Regions from separate parts of the Mus musculus genome. Here all the other regions are linked to region 2. A link is a contact called in public ChIA-PET and Hi-C data. All regions are on one chromosome and are shown on one strand. Each heading gives the region's core, a stretch centred on a gene start, on an enhancer-like site or on the middle of the called end of the contact. The rest is flanking DNA. Distances are from core to core; before and after follow the strand shown.

Region 1 (3,606 bases), core at 910-3,409, 170 kb after region 2:
TCCCTTGGAGGCCTCTGGCTTCTGTTACATTGTAGCCTTGTCTTTTTTAGGGTATTAATAGTACGCTGCACATTCCTGTCCTTCCCCTCCTCTCTTCCTTCTTGTTGGCCAGAATCTAACCATAGAGCTTTGCCTATCTGTAAAGGTGACTAAGGAATGCAGTTTGGATTACACAGTTCAGTGTCTAGCTAATTTTTTCTAAAAGAGAACCAAAAGAATAGATATTGTAGTGAAAATTATAAATGTCTGCCGCCAGAAACCTTTGAAAGTAACTGAACTATGACTATGGAGAAAAAAAAATATTTTTTAATAGTTACCTTGAACATAATTATACTTAAACAGCAAATATAACTATGGAGTTTCATTATTGAACCTCAGTTTTTTTTCTTGTTAGGAATTCCACATCAGGGCAGGCTGGCTATTTTCTGTGAGGTAAGCAGGTGAGAAGAGGAACTATAGCATTAGCGATGGCAGACACACAGGATGATGGACACACCTTAATGCATTAGAAAAACAAGATCAGGCCAGACATATCTGTGGAAAGAGATTCTTAATATCAGGGCAAAAAAAAAAATCAATGAGATGGAAATGGGAAAAAGACAATAAAAATCAATGAAACAAATAATTTATTCTTTAAAAAAGGTAAAGTAAAAAATGACAATCCAAATTAACCAAAAGAAACAGAGAGAAGACCCAAATTAATAATATTTGAGATAAAGAGAGAGACATTACAGTAGATACCAATAAAAACTCTAAGGATACACCTTAAAAACCTGTATTAAAAGAAGTGGATAAACTTTTTCGTTGTATGTGATGTACCTAAAGTAAACCAAGATGAGATAAACAGTTTAAATAGAGTTATAGCAAGAAATAAAATTGAAGCTATAATGAAAAGTCTGTCAGTGAACAAAAGTCCTGGTGGATCCAGATGGAGATTTACAACTGAGTTCTATCAAAGCAAGAGCTGTCCTGGAACTCACTCTGTAGACCAGGCTGGCCTTGAACTCATAGATCTGCCTGTGTCTGCTTCTTGAGTTCTGGGATTAAAGGCATGTCCCACTACCGCTCTGCTAGGTAGCTAGCTAGCTAGCTAGGGCTTCTTTAATCACTTCATCACACGGAGAAGGAAGGAATGCTTCCAAGCTCTCTGAGCTAAGCATCAAGAAAACAAACGGCCCAGTAATAAAAGGGCTGTAGATCTGAACAGAGTTCTCAAGAAAAGAAATACACATGGCTAATTAACCTTTTAAAAAAGTTATCAGTAAGGAAAATGCAAATTAAAACTACTTTTGAGATTCCAGCTCACCCATGTCAGAATGAGTAGCATCAAGAAATCAGATGAGAGCAAATGCTGGAGAGAATGTGGGCAGAGGAGCCTTTCTCTATGCACTGTTGGCGAGAACATGAACAGGGTGCAGGCGTGGTGGAAATCAGCGGCGAGGTCTCTCAGGACTACAGCAGAACTATGATAGGACCCAGCTCTATCAGTCCTGGGCAAAGGAAGTCTATATCCTCCTTCAGAGCTACCTCTTCATCCATGTTCATTTATTCTCTAGTCATAATAGCTAGGAAATGAATGAGCCTAGACGTCCATGAATTGATGACCAGATAACAAAATGTGGTACATATGCAAATAGTGTTTTGAAAATTTCAGGAAAACTAGAATTGGAAAATGTTACACCTAGCAAGGGAACCTGGGCCCTGTAAGACAAACATCACATGCTCTCTTTCCTTAGATAGCTTCAAAAGTTTACATTTGTATGGTTTTTTTTTTTTTCATCTCCAACAGATTTATTTTTAAAAGAATGATCTAAGGGAGAAAAAAATGGGGGTACAGAAGTATGGACTAGAAAATAAATACAAATGTAAGCTGTTTAACTAATTTTATAACCACAGGCTTGTACAGAGAATGAGGCCCTGTACACAACACAACAGATTGAAACGAGGTGTTCCCTTAGCAAGGCTGAAGATTCAGTCTCTGGCATTTGGAACTTAGGATGCAGTCCTTGTTTCTGGATGGATCATTGGGTGTTTGGCACAGTCCAGACTTTTAACCAGATTTGAACGGAAGAATGGCCACCTGACCCAGGTAGAAGTAGATGAAGTGTTTGGTTTCATGTGTCACGTATCTATTGAAGTTTTGGCTCAGTGCCAAGTAGGGCTGTACTTCTTGTCAAACTCCTTCTTGATTTGGGTCACAATATTCTTCTCTATGTTGTACTTCTCCAACGCCTGAGTAGCGCACTCTACTGAGTCCTGTTGCATTTCTTCTGACGTGTCTGCATTTTTAAAATATTTTTATTAGGTATTTTCTTCATTTACATTTCAAATGCTATTCCAAAAGTCCCTTATACACCCCCCCTCCCCTACCCACCCACTCCAACTTCTTGGCCTGGTGTTTCCCTGTACTGAGGCATATAAAGTTCGCAAGACCTCTCTTTCCAATGATGGCAGACTAGGCCATCTTCTGCTACAGACAGCTAGAGACACGAGCTCTGGGGGTACTGGTTAGTTCATATTGTTGGTCCACCTATAGGGTTGCAGACCCCTTTAGCTCCTTGGGTACTTTCTCTAGCTCCTCCACTGGAGGCCCTGTGTTCCATCCAATAGCTGACTATGAGCATCCACTTCTGTGTTTGCCAGGCACCGGCATAGCCTCACAAGAGACAGCTATATCAGGGTCCTTTCAGCAAAATCTTGCTGGCATATGCGATGGTGTCTGAGTTTGGAGGCTGATTATGGGATGGATCCCCGGGTGTGGCAGTCTCTAGATGGCCCATCCTTTCGTCTCAGCTCCAAACTGCATTTTTGATCACTGCCTTCTGGTCACACATGGTTACTGTGGAGCAGAGGCCAGTCGGCTGCTGCAGCGAGCTCCTGGGGAAGATGCTGGAGCCACTCAAGCAGCAGAGGACAGCCGGTCTCTACCGAAGCCAGGGCACAGCTCACATTTGTATATTTAATTTGGAATATCAATAGAGGCAAGTAAGCTAGAGAGGGCCCTTAGGGGAATGGAATGCCTTAAGACACTGGCAAGAATAGAGTAGAGATGCTATAAAACAACGTGGGAAAATACTGGTGATATAAAGGTTTAAGTAGTATTAGGAGTGATAGGGAGAGGGGGTGGTGGAGAGGGGAGGGTTAGCTAAAATAAAAGGTGTATTTTGAAAAAGCCACACATAAAGTTATTACTTTGTAAGTCACTTAAAATACATTAAAAAAAGACTTTGAAGGGGGATATCCTGCATGATTGGATAACATTGCTTCTATAGATTAGTCAATTAAAAAACAAAACAAAGCAAAACAAAACAAAACAAAAAACAAAATGCTAGGTATAGGTTTCCTCCTATGAGATGCTTGTTCAGGGGACCCCAGACGGAGGTACCGCTCCATACTCCTCTTGGTTGCCCATCAGAACTAAATGATAAGAGCGTATTGCTAATGATACCACACACTTTGGTAGATGGGAATGGGCTATGCAGGCTGCTGGATGAGAAAGTCGTCAACACTCTTATGCAACTATGAACTCCGCTACCTACAACATCAATCTGCCAGGAAGATGTTACCATTGACACAACAGTGGAATGACTCTTACAGGGTTAACCA
Region 2 (3,232 bases), core at 397-2,896:
TGTCAGACTTTCTGAGCTGACCTCACTCTTGGGGCAAAATCAAGGATCAGAATGTGTGCTTCCCAAAGGCCATGCCCTATGCCATTTGCCCACTTAAACTCTGCGAAAGGATTGGAAAGGCTACAAACTCAAGGGGATAAAAAGTTGTAAAGGATAGCCTGGATTTCACTCATACTTCATTATGTAAAGGCATCTCAATGACAGATAATCTCCTTTGTCTCCAAAGGGCAAGCTGTGAACTGGGTGGAAATGTCAGTTGAGACAGAAGAGCAGCAAACAGCTCTGTTTTCCTATAGTTGTGGTTTTGCATGGTGACGATGACACATGAAGATGAGAACAGGTAGCATGAACTCCAGTCATTATCTGAGTGAACATCTCTGCCAACGCTGAAGGATATGTGTGGGTGTCACCTGCAAGCACAGAGATGGGGAGGGAGGGAGGGAGGGAGAGAGGGAGGAAGGGAGGGAGGGAGGGGGAGGGAAGAAGAGAGAGAGATGAACAAAAGGTTTATTTATGAAGTTTACATTTGATTTCCTTTCCCTTGATAACTTCCTCATCTGAGTTTAGTGTCTAGACTAAATTGATGTACATTTGGTGACTGAGGAAGAGGGTCAGAAAGGTGGGTTTGAATTAGCATCAGCAAAGTTAGCCAGATTCATACAGACTTTTTTTTTCAATTTCTTATGCACACACTGAGCATTCGATACGTTGGCATCCAAAGTGAGGGTTTTTGCTAACGTCTGGGAACCAGTGATATAGATGATATGAAGCAAGACTAGCTGGAGGTTGTCATGGGGATGCTTTTTCATTCCAAACAGGGTGCAACTCATGTTTCATTTGCTTTGTGCCTCTCTGTCCTGTCTTCTTCTTCATTCATCCAACAACATTTTGATGACCGTCTTCCCAGCTCTGAAAAGCGGACTGGGTACAGGAGAAACGATAGAGCAACGCTGTTGTCCTTATCTCTGCGTGGACCAATCAGAGTGTATTTTACAACCCTTCACCTCCTTCTATTCACCTTAAGGCACCTACTTAGTCCTGACTGTAGAACTTAGACATTGTGTATCTACTGTTACTCTGGTGACTGTATAGTTTCTTGTAGCTACTGCAGTCTGTCACTGTAGACAAACAACTGAGATTAGCTGTATTTCAGCAAGCTTTTACTTATGGATATTGGTATTTGATTCTCCTTTAATTTTCTTGCCAGATATTGTGATTCCTCTGATTGCTGCACCATCACCCTAGCCGTATGTACACATACAATCCATTCTTCAGCTCATGGCCTGTGCAGTGTCAGACAGTGGCTAGACTTGGCCTGTAGGCCGCAGTTTGCTGACCTCTGAGACAGAACCAAGGCACCACTTTTAAGCTTTGAGCTTGTCTTTGAACGCCAGACACCATCTAGAAGGGATCAGTCTGGGTGCATGTAAAGACCTCTTGGGAGTGTGAGTGTCCAAGTAACTTTATTTAAAAAAAAAAAAAAAGGCAAGGATTTGCAGAGAATGAGGGAGAGACTTTATCCAAGAGAGAGCTATCCTGGGGAGGAGAAACAGGAAACTAAAAGCAAAGGGGACGAGAATTTCAAGATGACAGCATCCTCGGGAAATTAGTGCTAAAAGCCCAATGATTACTGTTACATTTTCTTTGCTCTTTTCCCTCTCGTCCAACCATCAAATCCATGCAATCTCCAAGGAAACAAAATAAATTTTTATTCACAGTGGGGGTGGGGGGGTATGGCCCGTGTCCAAGGTAATGAAAAAGACGAATTACCCTGCAAATCCTTCCAAATGGACCACACTCAGCTCCAGTGTGGAGTGGGTGGAGCAGAGACCAGAAGCAGCTGTCTCAGGACTGGCCTCCTACCACTTTCCATGACTTTTTCAAATCTAAATTTAGCTACTATTTATAGGTGACCAGGAGAGCACACCCTCACCCGCACCCGCAACCCCTGCTGCTGCCCACTGGAAGGGCAAACTAAAGCTTGGCATTTCACAGGTAGGCGTGAAAGTCAGCTTTATACAGATCATAGACACTGACCCGGCCTTTGTCATCCCTTATCGCTGCTCCACCCTGTTTGTCTACAGCTGCTGGTTACACCCAAGGTACAAATAGTTCTTTCTGGAAACAGCCTGTGGGGGCACTCTGAGCCATACACTCATTCATTCTATCTGGGCATTTTAGAAATAGGGTAAGATTTAGCTTCATTTGTGCAGCCAAGAATAGGAAATTGCTCCCCAAAAGGTCAGATGCCTAAGATTTAATATGCAAGCAGCCTGTAATACCTAAGATTTAATATGCAAGCAGCCTGTAATACCTAAGATTTAATATGCAAACAGCCTGTAATACCAGGAGCAGGCACACCTCTCTCAGAATGGTGTATCCTGCAAAGCCAGGATACACTAATGTGTTCAAGTTACAGTCTGGGTGAACAGCCTTAGGACCTCCAAGACTTTTCTTATATAGTGTGTAGGACTGCTGTGTAGGTTATTCACTCAGTTCCTTCCCAGGGCCTCTACAGAGGCCATAAGAAAGACTTAAATCTGCTCAGCCTCCTCTTGAAGCTGTGACAGGAGAGTACTTATCTTGTGGAGCCTACTTCGATCTTTCTGCCGCTTGGTTACTAGCTTTATAGGGAGAGACATATTCTCAGTCTCAAAAGGAAGCAACCTAGGATGAAAACCACTGAGAACAAAACAGGAAGAGAGGTCCCAGCTCCTACAAGCACCTCTCTCCTGTTTGTTTGTTTGTTTGTTTTAACCTTCATTGCCCCTCAAATCTGGCCTCTTTCAGTAGGTTGTTTGTTTCGTGAATTAAGGTTAGTAATGCAAAAGTAAACTTCCAGGTTTAGAGCTCAGGGGGAAATTATGACTTATTGTGCCCCGTAGAATACTAAGTTTGGGGCTAATTCTTGTCTTTGCCCTTGAACCTTCTGGTGGGACAACGGCAGATTGTCTCTAGTTTCTACTCACTACTATATGAAAGGATTAGACAAAGGGACTTCTGTGTAGATGTCTTGTACTTTTTATATCCCACATTACAACTGTTTTATTTTTTCATATTATAGCTTTTATATACATGTGTATTTTTTGAGGTTTTTGTCAGCTGGGAATATTTGAAAAAGCCTACAATTTCTTGTACACATTATCTCCACTAGTTAAAAATTATGTGTCACTTTTTCTTAAATAAATAGTGAAATACTTGTGGATTTAAGGTAGAAATATTTATTTATATG
Region 3 (3,485 bases), core at 365-2,864, 250 kb before region 2:
AAACAAAAACTGAACTTCAGGCATTCTATTTGTAGAATTATAAAGTTACATTAGGATGCTATCTTGAGATTTTATAACTCTATTAAATAATGCCCATCTTGTTTTTAGATATATTCTCCTTGTAGCCCAAGCTGAGTAAAACTCACTGTATACAGCAGAAAATAACCTTAAATGAAGATGACCTCTAGAGTGCTGGGGTTACAGTTAGGTGCTACCACAGCTGCCTTCAGTGGCACTGGGAATGGCACCCGGTCTCTGTGGCTGGGGAGACATATACAGTCAGTCCCCATCTCCATTCTGTTTCTAAAGATTCATTTTCATGTGTATGAGTATTTTGTCTGAATGTATCTAATTGTACTGTGATGATTTGAATATGCTTGGCTCAGGGAGTGGCACTATTAGGAAGTATGGCCTTGTTGTAGTAGGTAGGGCCTTGTTGGAGGAAGTGTGACATCATTGTGTGCCTGGGCTTTAAGACCCTCATCCTAGAAGCCTGGAAGTCAATCTTCTAACGGCCTTCAGATGAAGATGTAGAACTCTCAGCTCTTTCTGTACCATGCCTGCCTGGACACTGCCATGCTCCCACATTGATGATAATGGACAGAACCTCTGAACCTGTAAGCCAGCCCCAATTAAATGATGTCCTCATAAGAGTTGCCTGGGTCATGGTGTCGATTCACATCAGTAAAACCCTGACTAAGATATGTGCCATGTGTGCATGTAGTGCCTGCAGAGGCTAGAAGAGGTAGCTGGATCCCCTAAAACTGGAGTTACAGTTATGAGCTGCTACTCAGGTGCTGAGAACCAAACCTCTGTCCTCTGCAAGAACAGCCAGTGTTCTTAACTACTAAGCTATTTCTCTAGTCCTTCATCCTGATTTTGATGCTATCAAATGAATGTGATCCTCAATCTACTCAGTGTTTTATTTCAAAAAACAGCCGAGAAATTCTTCTTTAACCTTAGACATAATTTTTCAGAAGCAATTTACGAAAAGTCAACTTCTTTCCAGTTCAAATAAATGAATATGTATTTTTAATTACCTGCCCATGGTGCTGAGACAAAGAAGGCGATACTGAGAAACACTCTCCTAAGGTCAAGAAATTAGTAATATAGTATGGTGAGTTTTAACCTTTGGGGAGGTTGCTAGGAATCTGCAAAAATCCTACAGATCTTCTTCCAGGAAAATGCCCAATATACAATCTTTTTTCAGCTGTTTTTGAGGAATCATTAACTATTTGAAACTTAAAGTTGATTAACACCGAATGTGCACAGGTAGTGAGCTAAAATAATGAAGTAAATCTGAATCTTAGTAAGTCAACTATTTTTTAAAATATCCGTAAAAACGAACATGTTTATAGTTAAGTCATGATATGCATTGGTTTTAATGTTTCTCTTTAAGATTCATTTATTTTATGTATATGAGTACACGCTGTATCTGTACAGATAGTTGTGAGCCTTCATCTAGTTGTTGGGATCTCTGCTCGCTCCGGTAGACCCCCACTCACCTGGCCCAAAGATTTAATTATTATTTTAATTAAGTACACTGTAGCTGTCTTCAGATGCACCAGAAGAGGGCATCAGATCTCATTACGGGTGGTTGTGAGTCACCATGTGGTTGCTGAGATTTAAAGTTAGAACCTTCAGAAGAGCAGTCGGTGCTCTTAACCCCTGAGCCATCTCACCAGCCCTAATGTTTCTCTTTAATGACAGATTTCGAAGATGAAAAGTTAGGCAACTTGAAATATAAGTGAGAAGAGAATACTGAGTGTGGAGAACTACCATCTGAGTGGAGTTCCTACCTCAGCCAAGGCAGTCTGACTCTTTCCTAACTGCTTTCTCTTTTTGGCCTCCTCCTCAAGTGTACAACCACTTGGTCACAGACACAATATACTAGCCAGCCCTTGGATAATTTCCTTTATACACTATAATTTCTATTTATTTCTTCTCGTCCTAGCTGTATTAGCTACTTTCTGTTGCTGTGAAAAAAAATCATGACAGAGACAACTTAAAGAGCAAAAAGTTTATTTGGGTTTAGTGTCCAGAGGGATAAGAGTCAGTCCATCATGGCAGGAAGCCTGGCAGTGGGTAGATAGAAGCAGGAAGCCGAGAGGCCACTTCTTTACCACAGACACAGCAGAGAGAGCAAACCAGAGAGGTGTGAAGTTCTAAACTCTCAAATATGCCCCTGTGGCATACTTCCTCCAGCAAGGCTACACCACCCCAATAACCTCTCCATCAGAGCTACTGACTTGGAACCAAGTATTTAAATACCTAATTTTATAGGGAACACTTCTTACTCAAACCAACACACCAGCATAGAACTGGACACTTAATCATTATCTTTATCATAACACTGCTTCTGTAAGAAAAAAGCTAAGAAGTAAGAAGTGGCTCATTTAGTGCTTATAACACCTGCCTGAGGACCTGAGTTTAGATCTGCAGCACCCATGTAAAAGAGGAGAACTGGTGGAGTTGGTTCTCTCTACCATGTCGGTCTCAGGGATTGAATTTAAGGCTTGACCGCAAGGACCTTAACCTGTAACTGTCTTTGCTACTTTGTAGATTCTTCTCCTCTGACCTCCATATACTCCACAGCATGCAACCCCACCTCCCTACAATAGAAATATGCCATAAGAATAGAGGTAGATACTGGATATAATGGCTAATCTCTGGTATCAAGTTGGCTGCATCTGCAATAAAATAAAATTCATGCAGCTGTGCACAGCTGTGAGGGATTTTCTTGATTGGATTATTTGAGATGGGAAGGCCCACCCTAAATCTGGGCCACACATTCTGGTGGCAGCTCACTTAAAAGATATGAAAGAAGGAAGCCTTTGCTTCTTTGCCTGCTTGCCTACCCTCTCACTGGCAGGTTTATCTACCCTGTGTCTAAGTTATTCCTTTGCTCATATTAGAATCTACTTCTTTAGGCTCCAACATAGACTGAACACCAGAAGCTCTCTAGGAACCCCCCAGGACTCCAGCACCAGAAGGGCAGTGCTGAGACCTATACCCAATTCTTGCCCTTCCCATCAGGAGCAGCCATTGCTGGCTGGATCACAGTCTGTAAAAACTCTAATAACCACCCTCCTTTAATATATATGCATTCATTCTACCAGTTCTGTTCCTTAAGAGAATGCTGACTAATCCACCAGATGTCAACCTCTGGACTCTCTATACATGTGTCCACACTCACATGTCTGTCACAGAGAACTGTAGAGAAGTAAATTAAACAGAAATGGTTTGGTACTTACAGACATCAGAAGACAGTTTGATAAAAATGATGCCTTTTCTTATTACAGCTTGTAGTAGTTAGGATGAGAATTGCTCCCACAGGCCCATACATTTGAGTGTTTGGTTTCCGGGTATGGCCTTGTAGGAGGAGGTGTGCCATTGGTGGTAGGCTTCAAGGTTTCAAAAACCCAGTTAGGTCTAGTTCCTCACTCTGACTCCTGCTAATGGAACTCGGCAGCTCAAGTCATCCT

What was found. Hi-C and Micro-C count contacts between places; a contact is called where the count stands out from the background. ChIA-PET counts read pairs in DNA pulled down with a chosen protein or histone mark.
Region 1: a Hi-C map of regulatory T cells shows a contact between it and region 2, with 4 times the contacts expected there. The contact joins the enhancer-like site here to the promoter of 2310016D23Rik in region 2. A contact is called at or near these places in 1 of 15 datasets of contacts at CTCF or cohesin (CD8 T cells), 4 of 484 Hi-C or Micro-C datasets (CD8 T cells and regulatory T cells) and 4 of 115 datasets of contacts at active chromatin or transcription factors (effector CD8 T cells, regulatory T cells, regulatory T cell precursor and 1 more).
Region 3: an RNA polymerase II ChIA-PET map of effector CD8 T cells shows a contact between it and region 2, with 8 times the contacts expected there. The contact joins the enhancer-like site here to the promoter of 2310016D23Rik in region 2. A contact is called at or near these places in 1 of 39 promoter capture datasets (the C10 cell line), 2 of 484 Hi-C or Micro-C datasets (bone marrow-derived macrophages and nephron progenitors), 4 of 115 datasets of contacts at active chromatin or transcription factors (T-cell acute lymphoblastic leukemia, double positive thymocytes, effector CD8 T cells and 1 more) and 1 of 9 other capture datasets (adipose tissue).

The regions. Positions count from the first base shown.
Region 1 is chr1:60,946,177-60,949,782 of GRCm38.p6, forward strand. It overlaps the pseudogene Gm11582. Among named protein-coding and RNA genes, the nearest start is that of Gm34649, 27 kb to the left of the region's middle. Within about 2 kb of position 2,160, at least 1 of the 459 cell types and tissues checked has an H3K27ac peak or open chromatin away from gene starts, as enhancers often do. A contact at or near this core is called in regulatory T cells, where this site is marked.
Region 2 is chr1:60,776,815-60,780,046 of GRCm38.p6, forward strand. It overlaps 2310016D23Rik (a long non-coding RNA gene), which reads left to right and starts at 1,647. Exons shown (of 3, transcript XR_865459.1): 1 at 1,647-2,102.
Region 3 is chr1:60,528,722-60,532,206 of GRCm38.p6, forward strand. The region is part of intron 2 of Raph1 (Ras association (RalGDS/AF-6) and pleckstrin homology domains 1); the gene reads right to left. Among named protein-coding and RNA genes, the nearest start is that of Raph1, 36 kb to the right of the region's middle. Within about 2 kb of position 1,615, at least 11 of the 459 cell types and tissues checked have an H3K27ac peak or open chromatin away from gene starts, as enhancers often do. A contact at or near this core is called in effector CD8 T cells, where this site is marked.